Linked DNA regions of Sus scrofa: region 1 is linked to region 2. A link is a contact called in public HiChIP or PLAC-seq data. All regions are on one chromosome and are shown on one strand. Each heading gives the region's core, a stretch centred on a gene start, on an enhancer-like site or on the middle of the called end of the contact. The rest is flanking DNA. Distances are from core to core; before and after follow the strand shown. Region 1 overlaps MAML2 (mastermind-like protein 2). Region 2 overlaps CEP57 (centrosomal protein of 57 kDa).

What was found. HiChIP or PLAC-seq counts read pairs in DNA pulled down with a chosen protein or histone mark.
Region 1: a contact with region 2 is called in an H3K27ac HiChIP or PLAC-seq map of alveolar macrophages. The contact joins two enhancer-like sites. A contact is called at or near these places in 1 of 5 promoter capture datasets (fetal liver) and 1 of 2 datasets of contacts at active chromatin or transcription factors (alveolar macrophages).

What each region holds. Positions count from the first base shown.
Region 1 is chr9:28,361,586-28,368,798 of Sscrofa11.1, reverse strand. The region is part of intron 1 of MAML2 (mastermind-like protein 2); the gene reads left to right. Among named protein-coding and RNA genes, the nearest start is that of MAML2, 7.8 kb to the left of the region's middle. Within about 2 kb of position 3,823, at least 23 of the 83 cell types and tissues checked have an H3K27ac peak or open chromatin away from gene starts, as enhancers often do. A contact at or near this core is called in alveolar macrophages, where this site is marked.
Region 2 is chr9:27,840,542-27,847,052 of Sscrofa11.1, reverse strand. CEP57 (centrosomal protein of 57 kDa) reads right to left here. Exons shown (of 12, transcript XM_021062690.1): 6 at 5,992-6,108; 7 at 5,314-5,391; 8 at 1,433-1,540; 9 at 847-924. Among named protein-coding and RNA genes, the nearest start is that of FAM76B, 30 kb to the right of the region's middle. Within about 2 kb of position 4,087, at least 1 of the 83 cell types and tissues checked has an H3K27ac peak or open chromatin away from gene starts, as enhancers often do. A contact at or near this core is called in alveolar macrophages, where this site is marked.

The DNA.
Region 1 (7,213 bases), core at 2,574-5,073, 520 kb before region 2:
GGCGCCCAGCCCTTCTCAGTGGAGAAGACAGATCTGTGTCCAGGGTGCCAAGCCTGGCTGTGGCCTTCACACTCCTGCCTCTGCAAGGAAGGTGGCGTCTGCTTCTGGCCTTGTTCTTTTGGTTTTTGCTTTTCTCCCACTTGGAAGTAACACGAGGCTGCCTCTTTTCCTTGGAGGTTTTGGGATGCGAAATGAAACCAACTTCAGTGGTTATTGTAACTTTACGATGGCAATAGCCACGCCGGGAGGAAGTGAGAGCACAGTCCCTGGCCTTTCCTGACCGGAGGCTTACTTCTGCAGAAGCCAGAGGTGGCTGCCCTGTCACTCCTGTTCTAACAGGGAATCCGTTTTCTCTCTCCTAACTCCCAACCATCTCCTGAAACATCCCCTCGGAGGAGCTCCCTCCTGGAACGCGGCAGGGGGCAGGTGAGGAGGAGCGGGGCAGTGCCAGTTCGGAGTAAAAAGTCCAGTTTATTTCGAATGGTGGCTTTTCCTTGCAAATGTGTGCCATTGCAAGGGTTGATCCACCCCCGCCCCCTTCTGGTTATTGGAAATTCCCTTTTCCATTTTAGCTTCTCAGTCCAGCGCTTTGTTGCTCAGCGAGGTACTCAGAGATGGTGCTGTGAGTACTGTATTAACCTGATAACATTGTGTCCAGAGGGAGGCCTGGGCGTTTGCGCGACTGATTCACTAAGCCCTCTCACTTTGCTTGGGCTCCTCTTATGTGCAGAAACACCATCCATTTAAAGCGGCCTTTGAGCAGAATGGGTGTCAGAATTCTTTCTTAATACTGCGTCCATCACCAGATTTATCTTTGGGTGGGTTTGTGGAAGGTATCCCCTTCATACTTAATTTGTATGCTGTAAGTGGTCATAAATGTCCGTTCGAGAAAGGCAGGGAATATTGATCATCTAAAATCGAATTTGCACTGTGCCCTCAGATGAAAGCTCTGTGTCCTGCATACCTGCTAGTACAATGCCTTACATCAGTAATGTGTGAATGAGTGTGGAAGGAGAACTGTTCTGTGGGATAGCTTTGACTTTGAGGGGTGTGATACTGCAAGAAAGCTAATAATGTCTGAGCTTTTCAATAGCCTAAGCTTCAAGAACAATACAAGAATAACCTCCAAGCCAGTTCTAATTCTGTCCACATTGAGAGCCTAAGTCTGCAGCCCTTACTCAGCCAGTTTCTTCATTTAGCTCAAGTACAAGTTCGGGGAAGCCCCATTACTGCAGAGACGGCAGGAACGGGGCTTTTCACAGGGCCTGGATTGTAAAGCTTTAAGCAAATCTGCATTTCTAACCACTTGGAGCAGGCTTTAGGCACTAAATCATTTTCTGGTGAAGTATGTTTGAATCTTTGAATGAACTGTGAAACTGAATAATTGCTGGTCCATGGAACAGAAGGGTTTAGAGCTTCCGTGGTGCATTATTAATCTTTCCCTTTTGCCTGAGACAAGCTCTTTTTCTGTTGCTTAGACTGTGTTGCTAGGATGGATAGATAAGTGGTTCCAAGTCATCTTTGGCTTCAGAGATTATCTTTTCTCTAATGTAGTGTGGAGGAAAGAAAACAGATCAGACAAGGAGTCTGCACTCTCAGTTCTGTGCCTGCTTGATCCCTAACCAGCTGGGTGACCTAGGACAAGTTACTTAGCAGTCATCTGTAAAGCAGAACAATAATGCGGCCTGAGCTTGTTGAGAAAGCAAATAAATGTGTGTTTCTGAATAGGCTTTGGAAAAAAAAAAAAATTAAGCACTGCAGAAATGCACGGCATTATTACTAGTATTACTAATAATAAACTACTAAACAACGAATCCTACTACCAGTTTGTCCAGAGATTAAAAGTATACTTAAGCTTTCAGTTGTCTGTTTTAAATGGTGAAATAGCTTTTATGGTAAGTAGAGGGATTGGTAATTTCAAATTCAATGCTGTCAAGATAAGGCTGAGATATCAGTGTACTTAGGTGTTTCTGAAGGTCCCAGGAAATCCGAGTTAAAATGTGCAACGTTGTGAAAGCGTTTAGGGTGTTTTACAGGCCCCTGCCTGGACCTGAGCAGCTTTGGAGAGGTGTGTCTGCTGGAGTGTGTCAGGAATATTAGAAAAGTAGTTTGCACAAATGGCATGGGAAAGTTAAATATTTTGTCAACAATAGTCTAAAATGTTAATTGTTAGCTTAAGAAAGTCAAACAAGTTAAATCATTGCCAGAGTTCCCTGGTTATTTTTAACTGATAATAATCAAGTTTCCAATTGACAATTCAAAATTTGAGGGCTGAACGGGGGGTGTGGTGGGGGTGGCTGAGAACAGAAACAATTCATTGGTCAGATCTGAGTGTCTGAAGCTGTCTGTGTGATAAATATCCTCCCTGAGATAGTGATAGGAGTGTTTACATTATTTATATATGCAGCCATCATTTTCTTAAGAACTGACCTATTTTTGTTCTGTTTTCCAGAACAAAGTAATAAAGGGAGAGTTCTTATCTACACAGGACCATTCTACTGCTTCTTTCCAGTAAATATAATTATAAGATCTCACAAAGGCAAAAGAGTTCAAGTGGAGAGAGAAGTTGGTACAATCCTTTATCAAAAATGGACAGAAAGCTTGTTTTGACGGCAAAGCAATGTTATTACGTCATCTAAGATGTCTTGCTTGTTTGGGGCAAATGCTTGTTTATAGATGGTGTCTGCTTTCTTTGAAATAATATCATTGCTAGGTGGTGTTTATCAAATTTTTCTAAACCTTAAAGTTTTTAATACCCTGTGGCTCCCTTGTGCCGGTAAACCTTTTGTTAAGTACCAAGACAAACATGGGTTTTCAAATGTTCTTAGACGTAACAATTAAATGGGACTGAAGGAGTAGCCCTGATTACCTGTTTTTGTTGTGTGTGTTTGTTTTTAGCACTGCTATTTAATTTCAAAAAGCCTAGAAGGAAATTTGAAAAAAAAAAACAAAACAAACAAACAAAAAAACCCCTATGCAAGTCTGCTATGCATGGCAGCTAAACCATTCTGAGTGGATTCTACTGCTTCCTTGAGCTTTATTAATTCAGGCTCTTTTATATGGTTGTAGGCAGGATCATGTTTAATGAAAATAATTCTGAATCCTTTTTTCTGCATTTTCATGATAACTTTCCCACACTTTTAACAGGTTCTGTGGGAAAATAGAGATAAACACAGCTAGAGACATAGCCCTTTCTTATCGTCTAGTTGGCAAGTCGAGACCACGTTGATATAGTAACAGCAAGAGTGCTAACGAGGTAGACTGGACCAAAACTGATAGAGAAAATCAGAGGGAGAGAGGAATAAATATTTATTGAGCCTGAGAATGTCAAGACAAGTTTATTATTTATTTTAGGTAATGCTTAGAGGGAGGAGAAAAAAAGATGAGTAAGCAACATTTGGCTATTTTCCAAATAAGGAAACTGAGGTTTAGCGATTTAGTAAATGGAAGAATTTCATGCGTAGACTTCCCAGTTTGACCCGTGTTTGACCCCTACTTCACACCTACTAGCTGTATGAGCTTGGGGAACTAATCGTTTTCTTTGGAGGCATCAGTGTCTTCATCTGTAAAATAAAGTTAATATTCTTTAACCAAACAGTCAGCCGCGGGGCTGACACCTAGTAGGTGCTCAAAACTTGAGTGCTGTTAATAGTTGGTAAGAAAGAGTCAAACCCAGGCCAGGCAGTGCTTTCTGGAGAATGTAGGTCACCTGCAGGCCTGAAGGAGGGGAGAGAATGTGGAAATCGGACTGGGGTAGCTGAGTCCAGGTGTCGGTGAACCTTGGGTTTTGGGGGACGGAGCCTGGCTGACACTGTGCTTGGGTGTGAGCAATGAGGGGCCCAGGTGAGGTTGATCGACTTCCTGGAGGGTCTGGAGCTTTGACAGGACTATATCTGAAGCCCTGGGAAATGGTAGAGCAGAGAAGGCTCAGAGGAGTCAGCGTCTATGAAGCAATAATAATCCTTCATATACTTGAAGACAAGTATTACATTTCCCTCCAGCAGCCTCTTCTCATTGCGCACTGCCTAAGTGTTCTGTATTACCTATCCTCAAGTCCCTTGAGCTGCTTAATGCCTCGCTATTTACACACTTCTCCCATTCACTGTGAGTTATATACAGCATGACATGGCCTTTGGCATCGAAAGGAGATGGTTTTAAAAGCACGCTAGCTCAACACAGAAGAGAAACTAAAAGAAGCAGAACTGACTACATACCTCTCCTCTCGGCTGGCTGGGCCTTCCAGTGCAAATCAGAATTGCCCCGTGGGTAAAAGGGTATTCTCTCGATGTGTAAATTGATCTTCCCAACAAATGAGTTTGCTTGTTTACTACCTCGGAAAGGGTCTTTTCATGAAAAACAAAAAATGGTGAGCAGAAATTTATGAGAAGCTGTGATTCCAGATGGTCTTTGAGATTTATTGACTTTCTCCTTGGCTCTTTAATTGCAGGTGTATTACAGATCTTTTACTTGCCCCAAGGTCAGTCAGATACCAGTTTCCCTGACTTGGTCCATGTTCACAGGGCGCAGGAAAAGCTCCCCATGGAGTAAATGGCTGAGGGGAAAGGCCAACAACTCCTTCCCTCCCTGATTCCAGGCAGGATGCTGGGATACTGACTGTGGCTAGTGGACTCTTCACCTATGGCTGCCAGCTCCAACCCTTTGCTACATATATCTAAGGGACAGGTATGAAAGCATTAGAGCTGTTCTGTTTCTCTGGAGAGAGTTTACGTATTCTCCATCAGGCTTAAGGAAGGCTAGAGAGTCGTCGGGCCCTGCCACAACCAATTGCCAAAGGAATGGCTATGAAATGGGCAAATAATAGTATTTTACATGCACTGCGCTCTCCTTGAGTCTTCACGGTTTTAGCAAAGGTTCTGAAATTTCTTTTTTGTCTTTTGTCTTTTTAGGGCTGCACCTGTGGCATATGGAGGTTCCCAGGATAGGGGTCCAATCAGAGCTGTAGCCGCAGGCCTACACCACAGCCACAGCAACTCGGGATCTGAGCCACATCTGCGACCTACACCACAGCTCATGGCAACGCCAGATCCTTAACCCACTGAGCAAGGCCAGGGATCGAACCTGAAACCTCATGGATGCTAGTCGGGTTTGTTAACCGCTGAGCCACGATGGAAACTCCAGGTTCTGAAATTTCATATCAAGATTGTGGACATGGGTGCTTTTTAGAGTTTGGGAAAATTATCCCTTAATTCAATAAACAAAATCATTGTGCAGCTATTCTATGCCATGAGAATGAATGTATCCATGACAAGCCATTTGACATAGCCTTTTCCCTTCTTAGAATTTACAGTCTGAGAGGGGTGGGGGTGCAGTTGGAAAGAGAGGTGTGAAAGTTTGCCTAAGAGGCAAGGCAGTGTCCCACTTAAGAGCCTATGTGAGATTCCTCAGTTTCAAATCACAGCTCTACCACTTACTACTGTATCTTCTTGGTTAAGTTAATTAAACTCTTCAACCTCAGTTTCCTTACCTGAAAAATGGAATGATAGTGATACAACTGAATGCCTCGGGTTGTTGAGTAAATGAGGTAACTTCCTGGCACCTAGCAGAGGCTCAGTAAATTCTAGCTGTCATTATTAGTGTGAGAAGTGACATACCCAAGTCAGAGTCATGGTTTTTCCAGCTCAAGATTCTGTCTCCGGAGGGTGTCAGGCATATTTTGTGGAAGAGCCTTAGCTTTTCTCTTTAAATATTTATTTAAAATGGTTAGTGACGTATACTATGTTTTCCAGTTTCCCTAAATAGTTTGTTTTGGAGATGCCATTTGGAATAGATTTAGATTTCTCTGCAGCAGAGTAAATAGTATCCTTCTTCACAACAAGATCAATTAATAGCTGTTCCCTTCCTGGGATTCTAGGAATCTTAATCTAGAATGTTTCTAGGGTGAGTGTTTATTTGACTCCTTACTTCTAGTATAGAGGCTGGGTTTCCATTTAGTCGCCTGGGGAGTGTAAGGTGTGGGCTGTCTGGGGAAATGAGAAATTTAGACTTCAGGAGAAATTTCAGTAGACATACTTATATTGAGAATTTGGAATAATTAGAACTGAATAGCCCAAATTTACCAATTCAACTGAACTGTAAACTCAGACTGATAAATAACTCTTAAGTGAATCTGGTCCCAGAGTCACAAAGAGTTAGCCTTTCCCTGCTGAGGAGACTGAAAGGTATGCTTTTGAAAGCCAGGTCCCTAGCTGGAGTTGCCCGGGAGTCCCTTCACTTGCTGCAGGTGACACGAATTTGCCCTCTTCCCAACCCTGACCCAGAGCATGTTGAAAATTTTAAGCCTTGATGTGGTTCTTAGCTTGGAGTCTCTTTTTTGCTCAGTACCTCCTCAAGTCAGACTTTCCATAAGAAACATGAAAGCAAGTTTCTGTGATAATAATTCTTCCTCAAAAGCACCATGTTTCTACTAAGAAGTGACGGAATCAGAAGGAGAATAGTCTTATTCTTGGAGGATGATGTTTGGACCAGGACAGATAGATAGCTCCTAACTCAAAACAAAGAATGTAGTCAAAACTTTTTTGTTAGTTTCTTTATTCCCCATCATTTAAACTGTCACCTCCTTCCTCCCCTTGAAGGAAAACATTAAGAAAGGTAGGCTCAAACTTGTGTTGGGCTTGTTTCACTTTATATCGTTTTTAACTGTGTTTTTGCTTCCTGAGTCATGGCAGGTTCATTAACATGGAATCATTAACATCATTGTTTTAAAAGTTCTCTTTTGTCAAAAATGTGAGTTTTTCCAGCACGTTAATAACTCTCATCCATGTGAAGCCCAACTCCTTGAATTTCTCACCGTGCAACAGGCTTCTTTTCAGGTAGCTCTGAAGGATTTGAACAGAAAGTTTAATTACATGTCTTTTTCTTTCTTTCTTTCTTTTTCCCAGAAAATGTACTTAAGGCAAAAGTTTGCTTCAGCAGCTAATAACTTACCAGGGGTTTGTTGAATACACAGTATAATCTCTTAGAGTCATGGTAACCGGGGTGCAAAGAAGAGGCTTAATTGAATACAATGTGTACTGTACTGTGTCTTTGGAATGACAATCGCCATACTTCAGTGTACACTGCTCATTTCTGGAAGTCTCTGGAGTCTAAATTATGTAAAACTGAAAACATTCTCTGGCTAAGCAGCTGAGAAACTAATTTTTTGATGTTGCTGTTGTCCACCTAAGTGGGCCAATACGTGCTAAACTGCTAAGGC
Region 2 (6,511 bases), core at 2,838-5,337:
GTATGCAGTCTGAGAAGAGGTTAAATATAAAGTTAAGGATGGTACAGAGCCAGGGGCAAAACTTTTCAAAAGGGATTTGTGCCTCACCCATCTACAGCAGGCAAGTGGAAAAGCTGGGAAAGAGTTCATTCCCCAAGTTTTCGCTGAGGATTTACTGTGGGCCTAAAATAAATGAACAGATCTATAAACTTAAAATTTACTCCCCAAGCCTCTTGAACTCATAATCTAGTTGAGTATTCAAAGCTCTATACATGAAATAACCAGCAACACAAACATTAATGAAAAAGAGGCATAAATTAACACAGTGTCAGGCACTTCCTAGAAACCATCAGTGCTTGTTGATGTTTGATAAAATTACAATCTCTACATTTTTAAGCAGGAAAGGAATTAAGAATCAAGTCTATGTATGACTGCTTCTTAGAAAGAATCCTATAAGTAATAGGCATATGATACAAAGAGGATGTGATTTCTATTCATTTAAACATCTATCTATATCTACAAACAAATCCACAGGGCTGATACTAAACATCCAAGGCTACAAAATATACTTTCCCGTTCCCTTTCCTATTTGCAACCACACCTTCTCCAAACCAGGGTCTCTGCTTTTGTTCATCACTTCCTATCCACGTATGCTTTTACCTGCTTTAAAGTGACCCCCTAGTTTTCTCTCTGCCCCACCCACCCCCCATCCCATAAACCTTTCCTTCATCTCGTTCCCACATCTTATGATCCACATTGGTAAAAAAGCAGAAAAATGTTCGCATCATTTACAGGGATACAGGCAGATGAACGAATTTAATTAAAAGATCTAAGTTGTACAAAAAATCTAGAGTTGGACCAACTCACCTTCCCGGCTACAAATGGCATATCACCCAAGCATAATCTATAATGTGGCTGTGCAGCACAACAGTTCCTAGAACCTTTCTGCATGGAAAAGAAAGAAAAGCAATTTTACTCACATGGTGATAAAAGATGACTATATATAACTAATCTGAAACATCAGCTTTACCTCTGATGGCATTATGGTCTGGAGCTCCTAATAATACTTGTCAACATGCATTCTAGCCTAGGAAAGGCTACGAAAGAAAAAGTACCTGATAAAATAGCAGTTATAGTCTAAGCAGAGAAGTTCTGTGTGTGTGTGTTGTGTGTGTACATACACACACACAAACTTTTAAGAGCAAAAGGTAATTAATGCAATACTGAATAGTAACAACTGACATCTGTGTAATGCTATGTAGTTCTAAAATGGCTTTATCTATATTATCTCCCTGTCAGGATGAAAATTTAGAAGTAGACTTTACTCCCATTTTCCCAATGAAGAAACGATAATGAAAGAGATTTACTTGTCCAAGGTTGAGTTACCATATGGTTTACCTAAACTATACCATATAATAATCAGCACTTTGACTTACTGGTTCTGTTTTCATACCTTTTCTGATGGCCTTGACTTCTTTTTTTTAATTCTTTTTGCATTGGGGACACATGAAGTTGCCTTATCTTCAAAGATCAGTCTATTTGTTTCTAGGCCAGTCTGCAACTAGGAAAAATATGAGAGCCTAAAGTTAATACTACAGAAATAAAAGCTATGATTCAAATTTGATATGTGCCATGTAAACACATGTTAAAAACCTGTAGCGGTATCTAATTGAAAAACACGTCACAGCTGTGTAACTGTCTTGAACCAAATCAGCAACATTTGTCCAATATTTAAAACCAATGCCAGTCTCTCATTTCATCTTGGGGATTGTGTTCTAATTTGACCTTTCACTTAGCCTGGAACCCTTTAGCTCCATTTTCCTTCTTTTGCAATTGGTCCTTAAATTATATCTAATGTGTTAGAGGCAATATTTCTAACTCCAAACCAATGGATCAATGTTTTCTTCACGCATGGCATATACAACAGTGCTAGACACAAAGCAGCTGGAGAGCAAAATACATTTCCTCTTTTAAAAACTCATACATTTAACAATACAAGAAAAAGAAACTGGAAATCTATGTCCAGAAGAACTGGAAGGTATGTCAGAAGGTGTTTTAAGCCCTTTTCTCTAGAAGCATAGTAACTACATTAGTTTACTATGGTAGAAATTCCACAATTACTAAGGATTTCAAACAAGGAGTGCTGGTTTCAACTTCCTTTAAAAAATATAATTACATACATACGTACATATATGTATGTGTGTGTGTGTGTGTGTGTGTGTATTTGTCTAGCATAGTAGTTTTCAAATCTGCCTATGTATCACAATTGTCTGGAGTAGATGAGGAAAAATTCATATCGTCAGTTGCCTCTCCCGACTTCATGATTTTAAACATTTCAGGTTGGAGAAATCTTTATTTTAAAATTATTTTAAAGTTCGTCAGGAAATTATGATGGAGCTCAAACACTCAGAACCAATGGATTAGTTAAGAGAAATACTGAGATCATTACTAATGCTTCCCCCAATGACTGGGATAGAATCTATTCAGAGACAAAAGCAACACAGGGATTTCTACTCTCAGGAGCATCTACATTCCCACACATCTAACGTTTTATACATAGTAAACTGAATAGTTATGATTCCATAAAAACCTATGAAGTCAGTGAGTTTCAATAGTATACAAAACAAAAAAATTTGAACAATTTCAATTTTCTAAGTTCTTCCCAGTACTCATCATATGTTTATGCAGCAGAGTTTTAACATTTTTATTTTTTTTGCATTTTAGGGCTGTACCTGCAGCACATGAAAGTTCTCAGGCTAGGGGTCGAATGGGAGTACAGCTGTTGGCCTATTCCACAGCCAGAGCAACACGGGATCCGAGCCATGTCTGCAACCTACACCACAGCACACGGCAATGTCAGATCCTTAACCCACTGAGCGAGGTCAGGGATCGAACCTGCATCCTCATGGATACTAGTTGGGTTTGTTACTGCTGAGCCACAAGGGGAACTCCTGAATTTTAACATTTTAAAGTGCTTCCCTCATCTTTTCTGTTTGAGCTCTCCAACATTATGAAGATATAAAATGAAGACCACTTTATCAGTGGTAAATCCCAAGCTCTAATGGTTAAATACCTTGCCTGAGACTACACAAATGAGGGTTAGCTAGATTTGGGTCCACATTATCACCCTGGCCGCTGCTTTCCCACTGTAGTAGTGTTCACTAGTGGAACCTGAAAACCACTGATATTACATCATGAGTAACAACTTTTTTTCTGCTAAATACAAAACAAAAATACCATAAAATAATTTTCTTTTTACTTTATAAAATAATGAACTTGTTTAATTCTGTATTTCATGGATGATAGAACTCGCCCTCACAACACATATAAAGCATAACATGAAAGTTTGTATGTTATAGGAAGAAACGGAGACACAGCAAAGTGGCCTGCCTACCCCAAAGTGGAATGGGGAAAGAAATTAAGTCATTTCAAAATTTGCTGGTGGTCCAAAATAAAGCCACATGACTCTGTAACTCAGCATAGGAAGGTAAAAAATACATACGAATTGGTCAAGAGGTAAATATTTGAGAACGAAAATCTATCAGGTTTCAATGAACTCTGGGAAGCACTGGAAGAAACAGACAAGATGACAAGGATGAGGTAACAGAGGTCTGCAGTCCTGTGAGCACATTTAGGAAGTGAGCCCAGGACACTGCCGGCATCTGGCCACAGCCAGAACTGCAGGCTCCTAACTGTTGTGGAATTGGGACCTGCTTCCTGTGTTACATTATGAGAAAAGATATACGTAGTAAATGTTATAAAACTTAAAAGCTTTGGAAAGGGGAGGGAAATACATGAGAGTTATTTGAATAAATAAGCTCATATAGGAAGAGTCTTCATTATAAATGGAAGTATTTTATTTAGTGCATAAGATTTGCTGGGTATGGAAATGTTGCTTTATCTTCTAGAAATGCAGTTCTGGTTGGTCACAGAAACTCAATGTTTCTGAATTCGCACTGCCTCACTCTTCTACCTGATAGCCATGGCCAGGGATCAAATTCAAGGCTAGGAACGAGCAGAGCTCATTTTCCTTACATGGTAGCCTTTGTGAATTAGCATGGGCCACAGCCTATTGGGCAGCATACCATCTCAACTTCCGGTGTCTCAAGGCTACCAAAAAAAAGGGAAGCACTTACAAGTAAGATTTTTTTTCTTCTTTTTATGGCTGCACCTATGGCATATGGAAGTTCCCAGGCTAGGGACTAAATCAGAGCTACAGCTGCCAGCCTATACCACAGCCACAGCAACACCAGATCTGAGCCGCATCTGTGACCTATGCCAGAGCTTGTAGCAACACTGGATCCTTAACCCACTGAAGGAAGCCAGCAAATCAGCATTCTCACAGAGACTACATTGGGTTCTTAACCATCTGAGCCACAATGGGAACTCCATAAGTAGGATTCTTTTTTTTTTTTTTTTTTTTGTTTTTTTTGTTGTTGTTGTTGTTGTTGCTATTTCTTGGGCTGCTCCCACGGCATATGGAGGTTCCCAGGCTAGGGGTCGAATCGGAGCTGTAGCCACTGGCCTACACCAGAGCCACAGCAACGCGGGATCCGAGCCGAGTCTGCAACCTACACCACAGCTCACGGCAACGCCAGATCGCTAACCCACTGAGCAAGGGCAGGGACCGAACCCGCAACCTCATGGTTCCTAGTTGGATTCGTTAACCACTGCGCCACAACGGGAACTCCCATAAGTAGGATTCTGAATGAAGCTTTCAAACATTTCTGATAGTAACTAAAACGAGTTTTACATGATTATCTATTATACTATGTATACAGTCTCTGATATTTTTAAGTGTATTAGTTTTTTAAAAAATGCTGATTGGTGGAATTCCCGTTGTGGCTCAGTGGTTAATGAATCCGACTAGGAACCATGAGGTTGCAGGTTCGATCCCTGCCCTTGCTCAGTGGGTTAAGGTTCTGGCATTGCTGTGAGCTACGGTGTAGGTTGCAGACGAGGCTTGGATCCTGCATTGCTGTGGCTGTGGCGCAGGCTGGCAGCTACAGCTCTGATTAAACCCCTAGCCTGGAAACCTCCATATGCCGCAGGTGCGGCCCTGGAAAAGGCAAAAAAGACAAAAAAAAAAAAAAAAAAAAAAAAAGACAAAAAAATGCTGATTGGAAGCCCACAATTTGAAAAACCCTAAAGAACTGCTCATCTTTTACTTGTTGTCTGTAAAAATGTTATAATTTTCCATATTAAGCAGGGTCTGCAAATTTACATATAGGACCATTCCAAAATATAAATAATTGAAGCAGCCCACACGTATCTATTTATATATAAAGAGTAATATGAAATGTAAGGAGCCTACCTGCTCACATTTTAACTTACCTGGGCTGCCTTCGCTTGCATACGTTTCCTTTCCTGTTCTTCTTCGCGGAGTTTGGCTTCTAACTCTTGCATTTTTTTCTAGGGATAAAAATATTAAAAGTGATGAGTGAAAACAGTTTCAGTGTCTACTTGTAAAATTTTACTATAAGACACAGAAATGTGTTATAAAGTTTTAGCATAGTAATTATATGCTGTGAGTTCACTCTAGTAATGGCTCTGGGCTTGCCAGCATCCACGGCTCTCCAGTGTGATTCAACAGAATTATGGGTAAAATCTATGACCAAAGAACACGGCTCTTTATGACTGAATACAGGCTACATGGAAGCTGAATCTGGAAATTTATAGTCTCAGTGGTATTAAGTACTTCTCAAATGGCTCAACTAAAACTAAAATTAGTACAGAGAATAACTTGAACAGAAGCCTTAAGGGTACTCAAAAACATTTTCAACAACATTTTCTGTCAAATGTTGACATAATCTGTCAACATTTTCAAAAAGAACCCCTTCCTTATGTACATTAAGATTGTAAAATATGAACATTTCCTCTTTTTAAAAAATCCTACATGTTTCTTTGCTACAAAGTTGCTCTTTGCCCTATAAAATATCCAGTATTATACAATGAGTGATTTTACAAAAGAACTAAATTATGCACTGATGAGTACAAGAGATTTTCACTGACTTCTGCAAGGGCTTGCATTGTGGTAAGCTTGTTATACTCCTGTTCAAGAAGATCCAATTTTTCAAGCTGGTTTTGAACATGTGTTTGATCATGTTGCCGTTCTCTTTCTAGGGAAACCTAGGAAGCAATATAAATTCAGCATGATGATTTGACAAAAAACTGAAAAACCAACACTGAGAGTACGATGCTGTACACTATTTGTCTGGCCTTTCATAGAATCACTCAGATACTACAAAGGAATTCTAAGAAAACAATACTAAGATGAAACCACAGGAACACCAATAAATACAAGTGCAATCAATCCCATTCTTATGATATTCCTCTCATAACATTTGGTTTCTTGCAGTGAGACTCATGATGCTCTGTGACAGCGGGCATTTACTAGATATGCAGGCTACACACAAATACTTAAAAGTAGTCTGGTTCTCTTAATTAGTTAACCTCTTAAGGCAATAATTACAGTTCTAGTATCTATCATTTACACTTTCTTTGAATTCTTTTTTTTTTTTTTTTTTTTTGT